Linked DNA regions of Mus musculus: region 1 is linked to region 2. A link is a contact called in public Hi-C data. All regions are on one chromosome and are shown on one strand. The core of a region is the stretch at or near the end of the contact, and the rest is flanking DNA. Distances in the headings are between cores, read along the strand shown.

What was found. A called contact is a pair of places that touch in the nucleus more often than the background predicts.
Region 1: a Hi-C map of the N1E-115 cell line shows a contact between it and region 2, with 3 times the contacts expected there. The contact joins two enhancer-like sites. A contact is called at or near these places in 4 of 484 Hi-C or Micro-C datasets (the 3T3-L1 cell line, the N1E-115 cell line, cortical neurons and 1 more) and 2 of 115 datasets of contacts at active chromatin or transcription factors (embryonic stem cells and fibro-adipogenic progenitors).

Annotation. Positions count from the first base shown.
Region 1 is chr15:56,614,339-56,617,718 of GRCm38.p6, reverse strand. No RefSeq gene overlaps it. Among named protein-coding and RNA genes, the nearest start is that of Has2os, 74 kb to the left of the region's middle. Within about 2 kb of position 1,283, at least 32 of the 459 cell types and tissues checked have an H3K27ac peak or open chromatin away from gene starts, as enhancers often do. A contact at or near this core is called in the N1E-115 cell line, where this site is marked.
Region 2 is chr15:56,344,715-56,348,222 of GRCm38.p6, reverse strand. No RefSeq gene overlaps it. Among named protein-coding and RNA genes, the nearest start is that of Gm41326, 64 kb to the left of the region's middle. Within about 2 kb of position 1,907, at least 13 of the 459 cell types and tissues checked have an H3K27ac peak or open chromatin away from gene starts, as enhancers often do. A contact at or near this core is called in the N1E-115 cell line, where this site is marked.

The sequences.
Region 1 (3,380 bases), core at 34-2,533, 270 kb before region 2:
TATCTACTATCTTTCCATCTATCTATCTATCTATCTATCTATCTATCTATCTATCTATCTATCTATCTATCTCCCTAGTGCTGCCATTAAGTGCCAGAATTTAAACTTATCTAATGAAACATGAGTAGCCTCTCAGTCCAGATCCTTAAAAATAAAAAAATAAAAATAAAAAAGATTCTCCCTGTCAGAGCAGTCAATAATTTCCAATGTCTCCTCAATCAGGGTTGGGACTCAATGATCTCCTTCTACTCCATGCTTGAATTGTTGTCTAGGTTGATCTTGTTCACATCTTGAGCACGTAATCACAATCATTGTGAGTTCATGCATGCAGCTGTCCTGTTGCCTGTGTCTGGAAGATGACACTTTGTTGAATCATCCAATAACACTGGCTCATACAATCTTTCTGCCCCATCTACCATGATAATTGAGGAGCCTAGGGTAAAGGAGTGTCATACAGATATCCACTTCATGGCAGAACATTCTACACTATCTTATTCTCTACATCTTGACCAAATGTGGATCTCCGTGTTAATCATCAGCTGAAAAAAGACTCCTCTCGTGTGTGTGTGTGTGTGTGTGTGTGTGTGTGTGTGTAAGTGCAGGTGTATACATGACATAGTGTGCATATGGAGGTGAGAAAAAAATGTTTTGGAGTCAGGTATGTCCTTCCACTGTAGGATCTAAGAATGGAGCTCAAATTAGGCTTGTGGTTATCACCTGAACCATCACATATATCCTCACGTTGTTCTTTCAAGTTTCTGTGTACAGCACTGTTTTGCACTTATTTAACATATAAAATATCCCTTTGACCCTTACTCTTATTATCTGTAAAATGAGGCAAATTAGGGCATTTATACCATAATTTGGTTTTAGGAGCCGACAAAATGACCCATGTGATGCTCTTGGGGCAATGCCAGGCAGACTACCACCACATGGCACATATTTTATGCCACTCACCAGTGTCAGCTCCAGCACTGTCTTTGTCATCTGGCCTGATGATTAAACATTCAGCAGAGATAAACAGGCTTTAGACATAATGAGCAGCTCAGCAAATGCAAAAGGACAGGAAAGAGCTACTCTGTGGGAAAAAAAAAAAAAAAAAAACCAAAAAACCAAGAAGTCTCTTTCCTCGTGGATGTTTGATCAGGGTAAGTGACAGAAATGTTTGGCTAGCAACTAACTCAATTGTTTTCTTTCAGACAGAGGGTTATTAAGTGCCCATTTCATCGGGTAGGCTATGCATCTCAAATGAGAATCCAATAGTGAGTTTCAGTATGCGTCATGGGTGTCTCTCCCATGAGAATGAAGACGGAACAGTGGCCGCACTGTGCAGAGGACAGACCTGCTTTCTGTTTGACTAGCAAGGCTTTCTCTCCTACTTTCCTTTTCAGATAAATGCATATTCTTGGGAAATCCATGGAAAGCCCCTTTCTTTGTAGGTTAGATTATTCCATGTTCTCTTGCTTACAGGGTCTCCCAGGCCACTTGCTGGAATGCAGAATCATATCCTTGCCTGGAGGGGTCTCACCCATGATGAGTATAACCCGACAGTAAGCAGGGACTTCCCAGACTACAAAAAACGCCTTTGGTCCAGCTGTCCTGAACCATTTACCAGTTTACCAGCAAAGTTTCCGTTCTTCAGGGCAGGGTTTCCAAACTGTAGCTGGATGGGATTTGCTTTTAGAAATTTTCTTGTTTGCTTTATGCCTTGGCACTGTGCTTTTGAAAGTAACGAATTCTCAAACTCACTTCCTCTGACTCCCTTTTAGGGATGAAATCTGTAGCCACTTTTTTTTTTTTTTTTTTTGCTCTGGGTAGAAGGTAGCCCTTGCTGGAAGGGTTTCACATGGGAAGTCTGGGGGTTGATGATGTACAGTCAAGCATCTGTACAGAACTATTCTTACATTCAGGATGTAGTGACCAATATGCTGGCCTCGTATCAACTGCCTGGCCTATTTCTGAACGTCGTGTGACATGAATGTTTTAAATAATTTCCCTTCAAGTCAGAAAAAAAAAGTCTACCCTCAGATTAAGAGGAAAATGATGGCAAATTTGGGGAATAAAATTAATTTTTTTCATCCTACTTAACCTTGGAGACACTGTGAGAACTGTCTTGTGGTGGCTCAGAGTGGAAAGACTGGGCTTCAGATGCAGTTAAGCTGCCAAACACATTCCTGGCTTTGGATGGTCCACATGAGTCCATGCTCAATTACTGTTTTCATCTGCAACCTTAGTAATAATTAGAATAAGCAAGAGTTAGAATAAGCTGTGTTCTTTAATTAGTAGTAGTGTGTCAATATTAGCTCATTCTTCTTTCCAATTGTACTCAATATATTATACAAGCATGATTCAAGATGTTAGGATGAACTTGATATGAGAGTACATAGGACTCTCTTTTTGCGTGTCCAGTTTCCCTATAAAACTAACATTTTTTAAAAAATGTAAATTAAATAAAGAAAATGAAAAAAACTCCCCCAAATAAAAAAAAAAAAAAACAACCAAATTAGAAAGCAAATCACACAAAGAAGCTTGAAGTATATTTATTATGCTCTTCAAATTTGACTGAGAAGTATTAACACCATTTCTTCATAGCATTGCTCTCACACACAAATCTAGTATCTTATAAGAAATTTATAGACTAGAGACCCATGGATATAGACACATAACTACTCATTTTTTTTCCCTCAAAGAACTTGGTGGAGGCAGAGACAAAGACAGGATCTGCTTCATGTCCTCAGCTTTTGTAAAGATTAATTTGAATCTTAATTTATGCACATGTGTATGCATGTGCGTATGTGATGTGGATGCATATGTAGATGTGGATATGGATGTGTGAATGTATGCCATGTTTGTGGGTGGCTGGGGAAGTTAGAAGAGGATATCATAACCCCTGGGGCTAGAAGTGCAGGCATTTAGCTGTGAGATGCTGTATTAAAGGGTTGCATCATTAGGAAGACTGAGACTAAAGGCTGGCTACACTCGTTGGTGTGTTATCTCTTCTTCACAACTCTCCAACTTTTTTTTCACACATCGACTTTTATTCTTTGAGGCCCTATTGTTCCTTTTGTTAGAACTCCATTGACAGCACTGAGCCCATGAAGATAGTCCAGGGTAAGGCTCTGGTTTCAAAACCATTAATATGTCTAAAGGGTTCTAACTATGAAATCAGCTCATGTATTTTCAAGTACTACTAAAAATGTCTTGTCGAAATTTTCTGTAGGGCATTATACAGTGTAAGATAATTGTTCTGTCCATACTACCTACCATCTTCAAACTGTTTTCTCCCACCCTCCATGCATAGCGCATTATACAGAGAAGTCTGCCAAACCTCCATCTGACTAGTTTCTTTCTCCCATCTTTACTAGTAATAATTTGGCAGC
Region 2 (3,508 bases), core at 658-3,157:
AGAAACTCTTTCTTGAGAGAGAGAGAGAGAGAGAGAGAGAGAGAGAGAAGAAAAAGAAAAATTGAAATCAGCAAGGAAACGAAAAATTTAAATATTGCACATCTATACAATACTGACTGTAATATATATATATATATATATATATATATATATATATATATATATATATGGACTTCATTGTAGTCTCATTGTATCCTTCTTTTCAAAGGAGAGACTGAGAAACTGAGGCACCAGGAAGACATAGAACACGATATAATAAGATCCAGGAATTGTACTGCTCAGGCTCTTGACCACACTGCCTTTAACTTCTCCTCTGGAAGGCCAAGAAATTTTAATATACATGATTTCAAATTGAACACACTGATCTGAATTCCTTAAGAGACCTCTACCCCAACGAGAAAAAAGTATTTCCCATCTTAAATGAAAAAATTGTTTGCATCTTATGCCTGGCTACTTTCCCAGTCTTGTTTTCCTTCACTTTAAGACTTTAATAATTTCTTCGACTGTCAATGCCAATGCATGAGTGCCCCTGACTGCACCATGAAAATACCTTTAGAATCGCTCCTTCCATCTTTCCACTCTATTTTGTATATATGTATTTACACCTATCATTTATTATAACATAAATGTACTTGCCATATAAGTTTCGATTTTTGTTATATTGTACTATGCTTCATATTTATGCCTATGTGTAAGACAAGTACTTTTAAAAAAATACACAATTGAATGATAAGTTACATTTTTAAATTATTTTTTATCAGACATAATACAAAACCCAACTCAAACTGTGTCAAACAGTAAAACGTAAATGTGTGTGGTGAAAGAAAGACCTTTGTTTTCGCTCAGAAATAGATGGTAGCCATTTCTTTCCAGCCCATTGCTTCCTCAGACATGCCAGCTTTAACACTAGACTAACTTCCCTAAGTGATCACAGTATGGCAGGTTATAATTTACAGAGCTATAAAAGTAGTCCACTCTGTATGCAGGAAAAAAATGCCATTTTTCTCCCAACTGAACTAACAGTATTCCTACCTTTATTCTGCTAAGATTGACCTAAGTAGGCATAACCAAGAAAGTATTTTATACATATCAACTTAAGCCTAATTGAAGTGCCCAGCCCTAACCTGAGGATGTATGTAGATGAGAATTAGCTAATACTGTGATTCTCAACCCAGGATTGTTAGCAAATCCATTCTCCCTCAATCATGTGTTTAATACACAAGAGTGGCATAGGGTAAATGCTGAGAGTAAATCAAAGTTTATCGTATGTAGCAAGAATGAGTGGATAGATTTTATTTCTGAGTCATTTCCTCAGTCTACCTGAGACTCACTAATTTATATTGAACAAAACTTTATTTTTAAAGTTCTGATAGTTAGCATGTCAAAAGATTAAGAATAGGCACCTGGCAAACAAACAAACAAACAAACAAACAAAAAAAAAAACCCTTCCAGCTTATGTCATGCCATGGTAGAAGGAAGAAGAATCAAGAATGACAGATATTAAAAAAATAAATAAAAAGGTGAGAGGCAGCAAAGAGTGAGGGAGTTCTTGACAGTATCACAATGAAAATTCAGTTGTAACCTTTGTAACCATTCAATAGTGGAGTACCATGACACTCTGCCCATACTTTCAAACGGTCTTTTATAGCGATAAGTAGAAGGTAATGTGGTGTTGCAGTCTGCTGTCTTATTGTAATTCCCCCACTCCTGTGCAGCCCAGTAAAATACAGAAAGTCCCTAGAGCCTTCACTTCACTGACAATCTCACAATGCCCTTAAAAACTGGGCCAAGGATTTCTCTCCAAATCAGAAGATCCAATTTTCCCAAGGGGTGTCTGGGACAGACAGGAAATTGTTATTAACCAAATGACTCACATGCTGAATCACAAAACAAGAACCATTTGGGGAAAGGTCGCCCCTCTTGGCTGTAACTGCAGAATGTGTTTCCAGTTAAGTAGACACCCTGAGGCCCCAGTGACAAGAAGCCAAGACTGACCAACATCATCTTAGCAGCACTGCTGATGCTTGCGTTGGGATGCCTCACAACTCAAGCACCCCTACACCATTTGGAGTTTTGCATCTTTGAAATTCCCAAGGAAATGTCCTCTGGAGAAATTACAAAACTTCCTTGATGCCAGGAACCCAAATGTATGTTTCAAGGAAAGGCTAACAATTCTCCACAAAGATGTCAACTCCCAGAGAGGTTCCATAGCCAGTTATTTCATTTCTTTACTTCCGAATGATTTACACATTATTTTCTTGCTGCCCTACAGATGAGTATTTATTTGCTTTATTATTTAAATATACTGATGTCTAGAGTGATAAATCAAAGTGTAGTTCAACAAAGGATAAAACCTGGAAGCTTAAGTTAAAGTATGAGTGTTATTTTTCATCCAGGTACACTGCTCTAAGATTCAGTAAGTACTCAGTGTCTTTCCCTTTGAACATATTAACTAAGAATCCTCAGATTTTATCTCCCAGGACATTATTCTGCCATCCATTCATTTATAGTCTCATTTACAGAACACAAATATATTGAATGTCTATTATGTGAATACATTCAAAGATATATGATGAGTCAACTGACTTGGGTCTGACCTCAAAGAATCATGTCTCAAGTTTTGGTCCTTCCCCTACCAGTTCTGTGGGAAAGAGTATCCCTCCTTCATTGAGTCTGAGAAGAGGCTGATAGGCCAGAGAGGTGATGGACTTAGGTATCTCTGCTGTTGTCTCCACTCTTTTAGTTTCCCACTGGACTAGGACCAGGTTTCAAGGTGTTAATGCTCCCTTGATTGTCGACATCTCAATACAGAGGAGATCTCTGAAATTTTTCCTGTAGTTAGTTCTTTCTTTGTTTCAGTGCTAGAAAGCACTCCACAAGTTAAGCAAGTGCCTTACCACTGAGCAACTAACCACAGCCCAGGAGCTGTTAAACTGCGTAGTTAATTACATACTCAACTACAGTAGTAAGAGAGGACATGAAATTACTTGCAACTAGTAATAATCGCCCTATTCTCTGCTCAATTAACTTCCCTGGATAGGAAGAGCTAACTTAGAGTTCTCTCTTGGACAAACTAAACAGTCTGGATACACTTTAATTTATGCCACTGACCCTGAAGTTCAATCATAGTTTTTATTTAAACTTATACCTTTTAGAAAGCCCAATTAATTTAATCATGTGGCAGGTAACTCACACAGTTACCTTTGAGCTCCAAACAGTAAATCTAATGATTCTTTTTGTCAGTGCCATTTACACCCAATTAAATTGGTATTCTCAACACTTAAGCATGAGTGTCTACTAGACTGATAAAGAAAGATTCATGAGTTATCCACATTTAATGATTCAGCTGTTGTTAGAGAGGGGACCCAGCTAGGGGGAGGGGGAGGGGGAGGGGCAAACCAGTTTCTTTTTTCCAACTTTCTCTCTCTCCATAGAGAAGAGAGCTTACAATGCACCACAGTGTGTGAACAGAGCTGTGTGCAGTGTTACCATTGAGCAATAATAGATG